Regions from separate parts of the Mus musculus genome. Here regions 1, 2 and 3 are each linked to region 4. Evidence: chromatin contacts called from public Hi-C, HiChIP or PLAC-seq and promoter capture Hi-C data. All regions are on one chromosome and are shown on one strand. Each heading gives the region's core, a stretch centred on a gene start, on an enhancer-like site or on the middle of the called end of the contact. The rest is flanking DNA. Distances are from core to core; before and after follow the strand shown. Region 1 overlaps Gm38863 (a long non-coding RNA gene). Region 2 has its middle 60 kb from the start of Gm25094. Region 3 has its middle 59 kb from the start of Gm38863. Region 4 holds the start of Adamts9 (a disintegrin-like and metallopeptidase (reprolysin type) with thrombospondin type 1 motif, 9).

Region 1 (3,432 bases), core at 707-3,206, 270 kb before region 4:
AACAGTGATAAACTGTTAGCATTTTCTATTCCCCATGAGCTCTGTAGATGAGAGGAGTGTCCATTTTTCTGGGCGTGATGAGGCTTGAAGAGGATAGACAGTATTTGAGAGGAAGATGGGAGAGAAAATGGCTTGCTTGAAGAACACCCAGAGCATACACATGGCCAACGACTCATAGTCAACAATAAGCAATGTGAAAACAATGAGACTTGACAGGGGAAGCTAGGCTGGTACACACGACTTCCGTACCGGGATAAGACAGGTGAAACACAGCATGAGCCACAAGAAAATCGGGTGTCATGATCAGGTCTGATTTTCAGGACCCACCCTGGCTGCTTTGCTGTGAAAAAAAAATGTGAGGATACAGATTATACGAGAGACTGTCAGTTTCTTCTATCAGCTGTTGTAATAAGTGTTCCTTCTTTGAGTGAGTGTAAGAGGTGAGAGTACAGGAAAATATGAAGTTCAGCATGGCCAGTCCTTGCTGAGGCATTTAGAGGTAGTAGAAATGGTGCTCACTAGACACCACACATAATTTATATGGGGAGTAATTTCCAAGACTGTGGTCAATGGACTTCACATCCTGGTGTCCATACCCTTGAATAACCCTCTCCTTGTGAAAGTGGGCTGTACTGAATACTTCCTTTTCACAAAAAGAATATGGCTAAAGTGATGAGTCTTCCTTGACTGTGCTACAGAAGACTGAAATGACAATCCTGCAGACGCTGCTTCCCTGTCCTCAACGTGCTAACACCCCCTACTTCTCCATGCTCACTCTAATGTCGCTCCCTGTAGAGAGGTCCTCAGGATAAGGAACTGAGCCATCCAACCACCCTCAAGAAACTGCCTCAGCCTTAGCTGGAAGAATCACAGCTAGAGGCAGAGCCTCCTCGTAGCTTGATTGACATCCCAGTACAAACGACTCAGGTAAGCTGTGCCTGGCTTCCTGACCCTTGGGAAATGTTAGGCCAGAAATTGTTTTATTTTAAGCTGCTAAGATCATAAGTGACTAGTGTGTTACACAACACTTACAGTCAAGATATTCTCATAGGATGTCAGACACCAAGAGAAGGAGTGAATGGCGAGTACTCACATATATGACCAGGAGAGCATAAATAGCCAAGGATGGTAATACAGGAGAAAGCTTGATAAGTTAGCTGGTGCTGTGATTCACAAAGAAATCATGGGCACATGCTGGGAGGGGTTGGGGAAGAAAGGGTGTCAGGGCCCCTGTGGGCTACCTGTACTCCTCATGAGATGCTCTTGAAGTTAACCCCCAGTTACCGCTTCAGGCCGAAATGTGACTTTTTGAGGATTAACAATAGGATCTGGGTTTGCCTTCTGTGTTGTGCTCAAATTCTTGTTTGGATTTTATGATTCAGCATTTCTAAATGCTCTCCTAAATACGTTTATTAATGAATTTAGCAGCTGGCTCTGCAGGGGCCCCTCCAAACTCTTCTTTCCCGGTCTCTGCATTCTGAACCCACTGGTGCACTCTATAAACTCTTGTCTTTTTTCTTCATTATTATCTGTCGTTCCTTGAGCAGACTTGGAAATGGTGTAGAAAATCCATATAGGAGTGTGAAGTCAGGGTCTTCACCGCTGTAGTCAAATTCTTGCCCTTGCTTGAGTTTGCTGCCTGTCAGAGGTTCGTGGGTTGTCACTGGTCATGCTCTCTAGACTAAACTGTTCCCATTCAGCTCAGAACAGAACTATCAAGGGAGAAGGCAGTGCTGCTTCAGTGCTGCGTGGGCTCAAGGATATGTATCAACTGTTCTGTGGAACTGGTTTGAAGAGGTTGGGTTGAGCACAAACTCCCAAATGGCCAGAACTTCTTCCTCTAAAGCAATAAAGGAGCTAACCTTTGTGGTTTCTTACCTGCCAGGCAAACCCTACACTCTTCTAGAAGCTGCCAAGGCAGCAGCTGCCTGAGACATGCCATAAATAGCCTGCAGAGCAATTTGCTTTCAAAGAGAAACAGGCAAGGGAGTGCAGGGAGGCAGCCAGCAGTGGGCCCAGCCTTAAGTCTGGAAAATTTGGCAGCAGCAAAATGCACACTGCTCAGCGTGTGTCTCTAAAGGACCTCACAAGCTCAATACTGTCCTCAACCCCCACCTACCTGTACATTCATGAGCAAGATCAGTTGGGTTACCTGTACCTACATATTCTAAGGCCAGAGCTGCCTGAAATCACCTTGCCTTTTTTTTTTTTTTTTTTTTAAAGTTGTCACCTTCTCTCAATAAAGTTTGTTTTCTCTCCTTGACTTCTCTCAAGGCAGAAGAAACAGATGCAGGGACTATTTGAGAAAATATGCAGTTTACTGAACAGCTGTTGCGGTTCTTCCCAGCATTGATCTCAGAAGATGATGTGATGGGTTGCGTACCAGGGTCTCCTATCACCAGATTCCTGGCTTCTTTGTTCTCATTCTGGAAAACAACAGGGCTCTTCTAGCCTCAGGTTGTAATGTGGTTTTACCACCTTGTTTTTTAGCTCCTGGGTAAATAGCTCATCACCTCCTCAAAGAGGCCCCTCCTGATAAGCCATATGGCCACTCCTCCCCAGCCTCCTAATAATTATTACTTACTGCTCTTCAGTAACCTGTTAAATTTTCTTCTTAATACAACATGATTGTGTCTACATTCAGGATCAAAGCACTAGTTAGTAGAGGCATCAGGACTGGAATTTTTAAAATATAGCTATGCTCTCCAGTATGTTAGTCATGCATTGCTACTGAGCACTTGAACTATGGTTAGTCAAATTGAAATATTCTATAACTACAAAATACATACTAGAGTTGAAAGGCTTAATCCCAGTTGGGTATCCCTCGCACGAAATGCTCAGGACCAGTAGTGCTCAGATTTCCAGGTTTTTCGGGTTCAGGTACATTTGCACAGACTTTACCAATTAAGCACACTTAATCTGAACATCTGAACATCCTCAGAACTAACCTGATCCTCAAAATTTTTTGGTGTTGGAAGATTTCAGATTTCCAAGTTTTCATTAAGCATGGTCCACCTGTGTGACAATGAGGATGAGGTTGTTAAACTGTGCCACTAATGTTCTTTCCATTGATTGCAGTATAATGATAATTCCATGCATTAGATTAAATAAAGTAGAATATTGTAATTAATTTTGGCAGCTTCTTCCTCTAAAACCTATAGCTATTAGAAGATTTCAGTTGTATTTCCCGGGGGCAGTGCTAAACTGTCCCTTTCATCACTGTACTAGTAAGAAGTGAAATGCCAGTAGACTTGACGTAGTGTCTCTTTGGATACTACTGGAACCAATAATTTAGAATCTCTTCTACTGGTTTCAAAAGTTCATTTCTTTAAAAAATGGAACTACTTTCCTTTTAACTTTCCACATTCATTAGGTAGCTACTCTACACAAACCACTATGCAAGACGCTTCTTACTGCAGATATACAACCTAA
Region 2 (3,223 bases), core at 456-2,955, 450 kb before region 4:
GGAAGCTGAAATACAGATCTCACCTTCGACTGGGCTGTAGATCAAAACAGATTTCCATTTAGACTCCTGCAAGGAGGTTTTGCAGATCGGAGAGAGATATCTATGTCAGAGTGAAAGGCAAGGCCAGAAAAGAGAAAGGGCGGTTAAGCGCCCAGGTGGAAGCAACCACAGGCATCTCAGATTCTTGATAGGGTAACAGTGGCTTCCCTTGGCTCAATGGGAAGGTAGGAAGGAGAGTAGAGAGCCTGTCATGGTTACACTATTATTTCTCTTACGAAAGGCAGAGTGTTGGCTGCCATTTGGCTTCTACCCTTTTGGATTCAGGAAATTTTCATTGAAAGAAAATTGAGAGAATCATTTACCATCTCTCATTTTTCTAGAAAACATTTAGATTCATTTATTTCACCGAAGGTAGGAGGACTAAGATTAATAATTGTAAAATGCACTTTGCTAACGTGTTAGCATAGAGCTGGCTGCAGTCCAGGATAGGAGTGGGCAGTGGTCCTCCTGCCTTCCCCTGGAGGAGTCTCCACAGATAGGTTGTGAGTGGCTAGCAGCTGTAATTCGTTCCTGGTTTATGTTGTTTATTATTTTTCATTGTTCACTTGTTTACTAGACAATTAAGTATTGTTCTCTTTTCGCTTCTGAGCTGCAGGAGTGGAGGAGGTGAGGCCTGTCCGCTGTCATCTTCATCCTCTTGTATTCCTATTCTAAACCCTGGACCAGACAGAGCAAGCCGTGACTATTGAGTGTGTTACAGAAGGGCCTGTAAGATGGCGTTAAAGAAATCAAGGGCAGAAACCACTGTAGGAGTTTGAATCTTAGAAATGTGCTGATATGCAGTGTATCTTAGAAGGAAAGCAAGGGGATTAGGTGCCAGACTGCACATGAGGCCGAGGCCGAGGAACGGAGACTCTGGGTTGATTTATGAACCAGCTCCTCTTTGCGGAATTGTTCTTTGTGAGCCAGGGTTCAATGTGCTCACGTTCAGAATCCTGCCTGACTCCAGTTCATTGAAATCTTCTGCTGTTTCACAGAGTCTGGCTTTTGCCTGTTTTGGCAAAATATCTTAATTAGGTCAGAAAACTTACTGGGCTTGGCCTAGAGATTCTGTCAAGGCAGACTGGTCGGACTTCCTCTCTCTAGAGTGAATGAAGCATTTGCTAAGGAGAGAGCCCACATTTTAAGATTGTCGATGTAGTGCGGATAGAACCCAGGAAACAACAACACAAGTCAGGAGGTTGAAACATTAATGATACTCATCTTCTGTCAGAAAGGGATATTGAAAAAAATATATTATCTTCAATAACTGACATATTAAAAAAAAGAGCCCAAGCATAATTCAAATGTTCCCAATGTGGACGCTTTCTGAATATAGCTAAGTAGGTTTTGAATGTAGCTCCTGAAACTACAGAGGATTCACCGTCACCTTATCTGCAAAGTGTACTTCAAAGCTTTGGCACTGTGCAGTTCCCTGAGTTGAAGTTCTCTCAGCTTCGAAGCCCTTGGCTGAGTGCCACCCTGCATAATGCCGTCTTTTCACACTTGCAATTAAAATAAGCTAATAATTTAGCTTAACAATCTGGTGCTGCCCAAGAAGTCCTCCTCAACAGGCTGGGGGTTTGCATGCGAACGGTTAGTCATTAGCCTTCATTCTCTATTGCTTACAGCTGGTCTTCATATTGTTCAAAGCAAGTGACATCACAGGGGTTGTTAGAGCAGTGGTAGTACACTGGTTTCTAACGATTTTAAATGTCCTCTGGAGCACTCTATCCCCTCCACCCCCCAGATAATTAGTTTGAAATCAAAATTATTACTAGTTTGAGAATTGCCAGCAAGAATTCTTGTGCTCTGTTCATCTTTGTAAAAACAATTTATAATCAGTACTATTTATAACGTGCTGTTAGCATGCCACGGTTTTTGATATTCACTCCAGAAAAATTACATAAGCTTTTCCTTCTTCCAAAGGAAGGTTTTAATCAGGGACTTTTCTCTTGGGTTTCATCATTCTGACTTGAGAATGCCCGAAAAATCATGGAAACCAGAGTACTTTCAAGTCCTCGGAAACCATGCCTCTTCTGCATCTCTTTTCCTTTTCTCCCAAATGGCTAACCCCTCTTTCCCTTTCTTTTCTACTGCTTCCTTCTTTTGCTCTCATCTCCTGTCTCTCCAACGTTCTCTTGTTCTTCTCTAAGTCACTTGACTTTGAGAAATTTTCATATGACATGAATTTTCCACTTGGAGATCATATAATGAAGAGTGAGGGGGTCTGAGGGGGAGCACACCAACTTAGCAGCAAGAGCTAGCTTGGTAGAAGAGACCCTTACACACAAAGTCATAAAGGTAGCTTACGTAACTCCTAGCTCTTCTTCATCTTATTTATGCATTTGGCTAAAAAATACTGAGTTTGTGTGTGCCAGATGCTCAGAACTTGAAATACAGTACTCAAAGCCAAGGAGAAGCAGTAGTAAAGAATGATTGTGAAATTGCAATGTAACTGTAATTGTGAGGTATGTTCTCATGGAAGAGCTGGGGCTTCCATGGGCTCATAATGGAGGGAGCAGACTCCCTAGCTGCATTGCTTGGGGTGAGTTTCTTGAAGGCAAGGACACTGACCATATTACTTGGAGGATAGAGTTAGAATGGTGGTGAGCAAATCCACATTGTTGGCATTTAGTCTAGGCTCCGCCCCACAGTTACCTGGCAACAGACAGGTGTGCCTGACTCACTATAAAAGGGGCTGCTCGCCCCCTCCTCTCTCTCTTGCTCTTCTGCTCTTTCTCCCTTATCCTCCTCCCCCTCTCTTCCCATTCCCCTGCCCCCCCCTCACTCCACGTGCTCATGGCCGGCCTCTACTCCTCTACTCTCTTTCTCTCTCCGCCTTTCTCTGCCTCTACTCCTCAACTTTGCTCCCATGGTCTGAATAAACTCTATTCTACTGTGGCTGGTCCCTCAGGAGGAAGGGATGCCTTAGCATGGGCCTGCAGAGGCACCCCTCCCCCCACACCTGACTGCACATCCACCAAACACATTCCCTCTCTCCTTATCTTTTTTACAAAACAACACACATAGTTTGGGCCTAACCACAAGACCTACAGTGACAAGACTGCTAGATTGGTGGGATAGTCAAGTCGGCAAGAACATGGACTTCAGGAGCAAGGGAGCTAGGGAGCCATCTTTTGGTAAGGGACTAGGAAATTTGTCCTAAGAGTTTTGACCTTAA
Region 3 (3,136 bases), core at 238-2,737, 310 kb before region 4:
AGAATAAGATGTGATTTAAAAAAATTATAATACGGGACTGGATAACATATTCTACAGCTCACTTCCAGGAGTTTTCTTTAAACTAGTCAGCAGTTGGCCTGAATTAACTTTCAAAGCTTCATCTTACTTGACTTACAAGCTACTGAAATCTCACTGCAGTTGGTGAACCTCACAGAAAAAGTAAACGGTGGGGCTCCTCAATAGGGATGATCAAGGGTTTCAAGTCTGCGAGAGAAGTGCTCTGTGGCTAGCACACAGCCATGTGCAATGGCCCGGTTCCAAGACTGATGGAGGGCTTTTGTTTTGCTGCTGGAACCTAGATGTGGGAGGGTGGGAGATTACTGTGGAGAATCGATGGAGGTAGAATCGGCTCCTCAGAGCTACCATATGGTGGCCAAGAGGGCCTCTGATGTCTTTTCTCAGACGTTTTTGATGTCACTCTTGTAATGGTTAACGTAGGCTTGGTTAATTTGCAAAAGGGAAATTATAAATGCCTTTTTTAAAAAAAAATAGTAAAACAACATAGTGATTCATGATGCCTGTTTTCCCTTCCAGGAACACACTGTGTGACTAGGAAAACGCAGCCACCTTATGTCTCCTGAGGTTTAAGATGAAGCTCCTATACTTCTTGAAAGCAGTTGTGTACTCGGCTGCCCTCCCCGAGCCAGTCGTAGGCAAGGTGAACATTTTATGAGAGGTTAGGTAAGGTTCTGGACGCGGAGTGGGGCTCTCCCAGCTTGTCACTTTTGGGTTTATCTGCTAAGATATGAATGTGCATGAGAGAAGGCTTTGATCTTAGAATTGCTTGCACCGTGACTTCTTATCTGGAAACAAGCTTGAATCATGAGGAGCCCTGTCTGAAGAAAAAAAAATATTTATGAAAATAACTACGTTGTTTGGCCGAGTAGGCTGAAGGCTCTCATCACAGAACTGGCAATCTTAGAATATGCTTTAGGAGGCAGAGAAGATAACTCACACGCAGGGAGTTAATTACTTGAAGAGAGATTTCCATCTGTCTAGGATGCATGGGGATCATTTGTTTAGTCTTTCTTTCTTTCTTTCTTCCTTCCTTCCTTCCTTCCTTCCTTTCTTTCTTTCTTTCTTTCTTTCTTTCTTTCTTTTTTTAGTTTGGAATACTTTCCTTCTTTCTGATTTATTATTTAATCTGTAAGGAACATCTTAGCTATCACAATGAAATCTTATTTAATTTTGTTTCTAATGACCTGATATATTGAAATTTGTGAGTGAATTTGATGAAGTTTGGGGGAAAAATGTTATTCTACCTCTTTACAGGTAATGGTGATGTGTTGAATCACTGGGCTCTTGGGCATCAGCTGGGTGCTTCTGTGCTCTTCGATGGCTTCCTGTCATATGAATGACCCAGGGGAAACCTCACATTTAGAGGCATGGTGCTGTAAGACACACGCTGGGAAAGAAAGTTCTTTGTGAGGAAAACACTGCTTCTCTGTAGCATTCACACACTTCGTACCCAGCTGGGAAGGGAGAGCAGCTGGGAATCAATGGAGTGGTTGATTCCTGCCCAGATCCACTGGAGAAGAGGAAGTGGGTCCTTTCTAATGTTTGACACACAAAAGCACATTGCTTCCTAGTAGATATTCCACAGAAAAAGCAAAATCCAAACAAACAGCATCATTTTTCTCTAGCCTACATACAATGCAAGTGAGATTCCAACTATGCAAATGGTGGGAGGAAACAAAGGCTTTCTTACTGCCCCAGTCAGTGGCCACTGTCCACAATACGAGCACTGGACTCAGAAGGACTGATCCACATCCATTGCTGCATCTTCCTGGCCTCTGGGATTTGGACTTCAGTCCGTGTCTGCTGTTGCTGCTATTGCTATGTTGCTTGGGGTGGGGATGTTGAACCTAGGGCTGTACTTGTGCTAGGCAAACACTCATCCCCTCAGTCTGAGCTTTTCTTGGTGTTTGCTGTATGTGGTGTCTTAGGGTTTTCATTGCTGTGAATAGACACCATGACCAAGGCAACTCTTATAAAGGAAAACATTTAATTGGCGCTAGTTTGCAGGTTCTGAGGTTCAGTTTATTATCATCATCATGAGAAGCATAGTAGTAGACAGGCAGGAATTGTATTAGAGGACCTGAGAGTTCCAAAGGCAAACAGGAGAAGACTATCTTCCAGGCAGCTAGGAAGAAGGTCTCAAAACCCACACTCACAGTGATACACTATTTCCAAGACCACACCCACTCCAACAAGGTCACCCCTCCTAATTGTGCCATTCCCTGGGCCAAGCATATTCAAACCTTCAAACCACTACATTCTACTCCCTGGCCCTCATAGACTTGTTCAAATATGTAAGTTTATGGGGGCCATATCTACAAAATACATTAATCCAACTTCAAAAGTCTATAACAGTCCCAACAATGTTAAAAGTCCAATGTTCAAAGTCTCTTATGAGATTCATCTAATCACTTAACTGTAATCCCCTAAAAGTCAAAATTGAAAAGCAGATCACATACCTCTAACATCAAAAGATATATATGACCATTCTGAAACATCATAGTAAGGTAATACTGGACCAAACAAGACCAAAATTCAATGGGACAAACTCCAAACTCTGTATATCCATGTCTGTTGTCCAATTCCTTTCTCCTTTGTTGACTGCAGCATAATTCTCTTTGGCTGTTAGCAGCTTAACTCAGCAGGTATCCCAGGACTCTGGCATAATAAACAATTTAGAGTCTCTAAAGCAACTTCAATGTTAAAGCTTCTTGCTACAATTTCTGAGATTCCCACATGATCTTCTGGACTCCTCCAAAGGGCTTGGGTCACTTTTCCAGGTCTGCCTTCTGTAGTACTCTAGGCTCTGGTTGATTCTACTACATTGCTGCTAAAGTTCTTGATGGTCATCCCATAGTACTGACATCTCCAATTTGCTTGGGTCTTCCACTGCAACTAAGCCTTACTAATAGCCTCTCATAGGCTCCCTTCATTGTAGCAAGCCTCAACTTTTTGCATGGCCCCTTCAGTCCTGGACCATCAACTACAACTGAGGCTGTACCTTCACCAATGGCCTTCCATAGCCTTTTATGGTGCCAAGCTTCAGCTGCTCTCCCTGACCCCTTCATACCTTCAAACTCAGTACCACCTGGGTGAT
Region 4 (3,353 bases), core at 294-2,793:
GTCTAGATTTCTCCAACCTCCTCAATAGCGAGATTTCCGAGATCTCCAGTGCACATCCGCACAGGGATACCGGATGCCCAGCCTCTTCACAGTGGCAGTGGTGCCTAACCAATTGGATTAACAACATCTTTAGGAACTGGCAGACCTGCCAAGTCATTTTTCCGCTATCATCAGAACTGTATACATCATTGTTTCCAGGATGGGTGGCACTCCCAGCACACTGTTGGCTGGTCTCTACTGGCACTTTGATATTCTCAGTTCTGAGTGGCTGGCCAAGCAGCAGAGAACTCCGGTTCTAGGAAACTTGGGCGATTATAACTTTATTAGTCATATCAGTTACTGAAAATGCCCTTTCCTTTCCCTTTGAATTGGCGCATCCTCTCCTCTGAGAGCTAAGGAAGAAAGGTGCTTTTTTTAACTATCCATGATTTAACAATCTTCCCTCTTTACTTCCTCCCCCTTCTCCCTCTGTTCCTTTCTCCTTTTCTAGAGTTCTGACTTCCAAATGTCTATCTTCAACCCGAGGGAGATGATGGATAACTTGAACTATCTGCTTGGAGCCACTTCCCTGCTTGCATCCTCTCTAATTCTGAGAGCAAGCGGAAGTGACTGGAAATCCCTGGAGGTTCGAGTGCCTTCCCCGGGACCTATGGCCTCACAGTCCTTCCCTACTCCCTTCCCCTCAAATGTCGGGCAGAGTTGGGGGCTTCCAAGTCCCCACCCTCTCTAACCGCACAGTAAGCGTCTTAACCTTTTTTTGGGGGGGGGGGGGCTACAGAAACCTGTAGAGCTCTCGCCACAGGGACAGAGGTCCCGGGAAGACCCGGGTTTAAACAGTTGCGAAACTTTCAGAGAACTGCGGATCAGAAACACAACTAGAACTACTGGACTGAAATAGATCCCTGCCTTTAAAACTCTTGACTTGGGGCAATTAAGTAGAGTGGAGCTCAGGTGACAAATCTGGTTCATAGTGATCAAGTGTAGGACTAGGACGGCGCAAGGCTACTTTTTTTTTTTTTTTTCCTCTTGTAAGGAATGCCAAGTTGGGTGATGGAAAGAGACGGGGGCAGAATGAAGAGGACAGGCAGATACGGAGAAGTGGAGATGGCTCAGTAGAAAGCGGAGAAGGAAGAGACCATCAGAGAAAAGGGACATGGGCCCAAAGAGACCTACACCAAGACCTGGCGAGAGAGAGATTCCAAACCGGAGACCAAAGTAGGAAAGGGGAATCGGAGTGGGTGGCTGAGCGCCACCTCAGAGAGAGAGAACTTTCTCTGCTCTCCCTCCTTCTCAGGGAATCTCTGCTAACCCCACCTCGGGGAGGTGACGCGGACGGCCACCGATTGCTCCGGCACTGCCGGCGCCTCTGGCCTCCGCCTCCGGCAGCTGGAGGGGCCTAAAGCGGTGAGTCCTGGCACCCGCGGCCGAGGAGGGGACAGGATCTACAAGGAGGCGGGCCGCCTGCCCCGTTTTCTCCTCCCCTCTCCTCCTCCTGGAGGCGTGCACCTAGGGTATTTGAGCGCCCGCGGGGGCCCCCGCCCCCTGGCCCCCCATTCAAGAAGCGGCTCGGCTAACTCAGCCAGCAAAGGGCGCCCGGCGCGCCTCGGAGCGCACGTTCCGCGCCTTCTCCTGCCCGCAGGCTGGACATTATGCGGCCGAGCCGCCGAGCCCTAGTCCTCCGCCTCCTTCTCCTCCTCCTGCGGCCCGAGCGCCTCAGCTCACGGCAGGCGGCAGCGTTGCTCAGCGGAGCGCAGACGGGACCCTCTCTGCAGGACCTCAGCGACTCCTAAAGTCAAAAAGTTGGCGGCAGGGCGCCGGGGTTCCGCGCGCTCTCCAAGGCTGCTGCCTCGCGTCGCCGCCAGCCACCAAAGCCGGCAGGAGGGAGGGGGTGGGAGAAGCGGGGGGAGGGGTGAGGAGCACCATGCAGTTAGTATCCTGGGCCACACTGCTAACGCTCCTGGTGCCGGACCTGGTTGAGATGAGGAGCCCTGACTCCGCGGCGGCCGTGCGCAAGGACAGGCTGCACCCGAGGCAAGGTAACATGGCTCTGAACCCTGAAGCCCCCCCCCCACGCCCCCACACACTCCATCGCCACCTTCTTGAACACGCTCTGGGGCGGGCACCCCGCAGTAGAGGCCTCTCTCCTTTTCCTAGAAAGAATTACCTCTCCTTTCGGAACCTCTCCCTTCTCTGGGTCATCCTTAGTCAACTATTAGGGAAGGAAGCACTGCAAGAATTTTAGGGCCACCCCCACCCCCAGTCCTTTTTACCTGACTTTTTTTACCCTCCTTATCCCTTGACCCAAACCAGTCCTAATTAATAGCTTGGATCACCAGATAGCACACATTTTATTTTATTTAGGATATTTATCAGAATCTGTAATTATTTTATGTTTTTATATTTGTTCATTGTCTGACTTCAAATGCTGTAGTCTCGGCCCCTCACCTAGTTCTCGGCTGTTACTATTACAGTAGGCGCTCAACAAATATTTATCCAGTGGTGGAGCGTGAAGGAATTGACTCGAAGTGGCTGCGAAATAAATTAGGACAAAGCCCCCCATCTTCTTTTTAAATTAAAGCTTTCGGGGGAAATGACTGATTAGCTCACTTGCCTCTGTTTCTCCCTGCAGTGAAATTATTAGAGAGTCTGAGCGAATATGAGATCGCGTCTCCCATCCGAGTGAACCCCCTCGGGGAACCCTTTCCCACGAACGTGCACTTCAAAAGAAGGCGGCGAAGCATTAACTCTGCCTCTGACCCCTGGCCTGCCTTCGCCTCCTCTTCGTCTTCCTCTACCTCTTCCCAGGAGCACTACCGCCTCTCAGCCTTCGGCCAGCAGTTTCTATTTAATCTCACCGCCCATACCGGATTTATCGCTCCACTGTTCACTGTCACCCTCCTTGGAGAGCCAGGGGTAAACCAGACCAAGCTGTATTCCGAGGAGGAAATGGAACTTAGGCACTGTTTCTACAAAGGCCATGTCAATACCAAGTCCGAGCACACTGCGGTCATCAGCCTGTGCTCCGGAATGGTAAGTGGGCGCGTGCCCCTTCCCTCCTCCCCGCCTCCTCGTCTGCTTTTTTAAGACTTAATTGCACCCTAGTCTGAACCTACCGAGTCTATGCTCTGGCGTTAAATATCAACCCTGGCTTAGTTCTCGGGAATTGGGGGTCCACCAGCATAGTGTGTGCTCTTACACTCGAGAAGAGAAGAGTGTACACATCTGTCCCCCAGAGGGTCGTGTATCATTTGGAGCTGTCTTAGATCGGATGGATTGGGTTTGCTGTAAGCAGCCCAACTCTGCAGAGTAGGTTGCATGTCGGTTTACAAACTCAGAGAAAGTTGCTGGGTTGT

Evidence for each region. Promoter capture Hi-C pulls out the DNA fragments that hold promoters and counts their contacts. A called contact is a pair of places that touch in the nucleus more often than the background predicts. HiChIP or PLAC-seq counts read pairs in DNA pulled down with a chosen protein or histone mark.
Region 1: a Hi-C map of uterus shows a contact between it and region 4, with 5 times the contacts expected there. The contact joins the enhancer-like site here to the promoter of Adamts9 in region 4. A contact is called at or near these places in 9 of 39 promoter capture datasets (cranial neural crest, embryonic stem cells, hematopoietic stem and progenitor cells and 3 more), 1 of 15 datasets of contacts at CTCF or cohesin (the NIH/3T3 cell line), 5 of 484 Hi-C or Micro-C datasets (cortical neurons, growing oocytes, stem cell-derived neural progenitor cells and 1 more), 12 of 115 datasets of contacts at active chromatin or transcription factors (differentiating embryonic stem cells, embryonic forebrain, embryonic limb bud and 8 more) and 1 of 9 other capture datasets (adipose tissue).
Region 2: a promoter capture Hi-C map of hippocampal neurons shows a contact between it and region 4, with 5 times the contacts expected there. The contact joins the enhancer-like site here to the promoter of Adamts9 in region 4. A contact is called at or near these places in 14 of 39 promoter capture datasets (the 3T3-L1 cell line, 3T3-L1-derived adipocytes, the C10 cell line and 8 more), 5 of 484 Hi-C or Micro-C datasets (nephron progenitors and uterus), 23 of 115 datasets of contacts at active chromatin or transcription factors (the NIH/3T3 cell line, astrocytes, craniofacial prominence and 13 more) and 1 of 9 other capture datasets (embryonic stem cells).
Region 3: an H3K27ac HiChIP or PLAC-seq map of oligodendrocyte precursor cells shows a contact between it and region 4, with 12 times the contacts expected there. The contact joins the enhancer-like site here to the promoter of Adamts9 in region 4. A contact is called at or near these places in 6 of 39 promoter capture datasets (3T3-L1-derived adipocytes, the C10 cell line, cranial neural crest and 3 more), 1 of 15 datasets of contacts at CTCF or cohesin (the NIH/3T3 cell line), 3 of 484 Hi-C or Micro-C datasets (cerebral cortex, cortical neurons and embryonic fibroblasts), 21 of 115 datasets of contacts at active chromatin or transcription factors (the NIH/3T3 cell line, craniofacial prominence, differentiating embryonic stem cells and 13 more) and 2 of 9 other capture datasets (adipose tissue and embryonic stem cells).

What each region holds. Positions count from the first base shown.
Region 1 is chr6:93,216,730-93,220,161 of GRCm38.p6, reverse strand. All of the region lies in intron 3 of Gm38863 (a long non-coding RNA gene), which reads right to left. Among named protein-coding and RNA genes, the nearest start is that of Gm38863, 24 kb to the right of the region's middle. Within about 2 kb of position 1,956, at least 28 of the 459 cell types and tissues checked have an H3K27ac peak or open chromatin away from gene starts, as enhancers often do. A contact at or near this core is called in forebrain and uterus, where this site is marked.
Region 2 is chr6:93,393,878-93,397,100 of GRCm38.p6, reverse strand. No RefSeq gene overlaps it. Among named protein-coding and RNA genes, the nearest start is that of Gm25094, 60 kb to the right of the region's middle. Within about 2 kb of position 1,705, at least 26 of the 459 cell types and tissues checked have an H3K27ac peak or open chromatin away from gene starts, as enhancers often do. A contact at or near this core is called in fibro-adipogenic progenitors, forebrain, hippocampal neurons and 1 more, where this site is marked.
Region 3 is chr6:93,251,107-93,254,242 of GRCm38.p6, reverse strand. No RefSeq gene overlaps it. Among named protein-coding and RNA genes, the nearest start is that of Gm38863, 59 kb to the right of the region's middle. Within about 2 kb of position 1,487, at least 10 of the 459 cell types and tissues checked have an H3K27ac peak or open chromatin away from gene starts, as enhancers often do. A contact at or near this core is called in oligodendrocyte precursor cells and stem cell-derived neural progenitor cells, where this site is marked.
Region 4 is chr6:92,941,724-92,945,076 of GRCm38.p6, reverse strand. Adamts9 (a disintegrin-like and metallopeptidase (reprolysin type) with thrombospondin type 1 motif, 9) reads left to right here and starts at 1,543. Exons shown (of 40, transcript NM_175314.4): 1 at 1,543-2,036; 2 at 2,630-3,030. The coding sequence starts at 1,922. All of the region lies in intron 1 of 9530026P05Rik (RIKEN cDNA 9530026P05 gene), which reads right to left.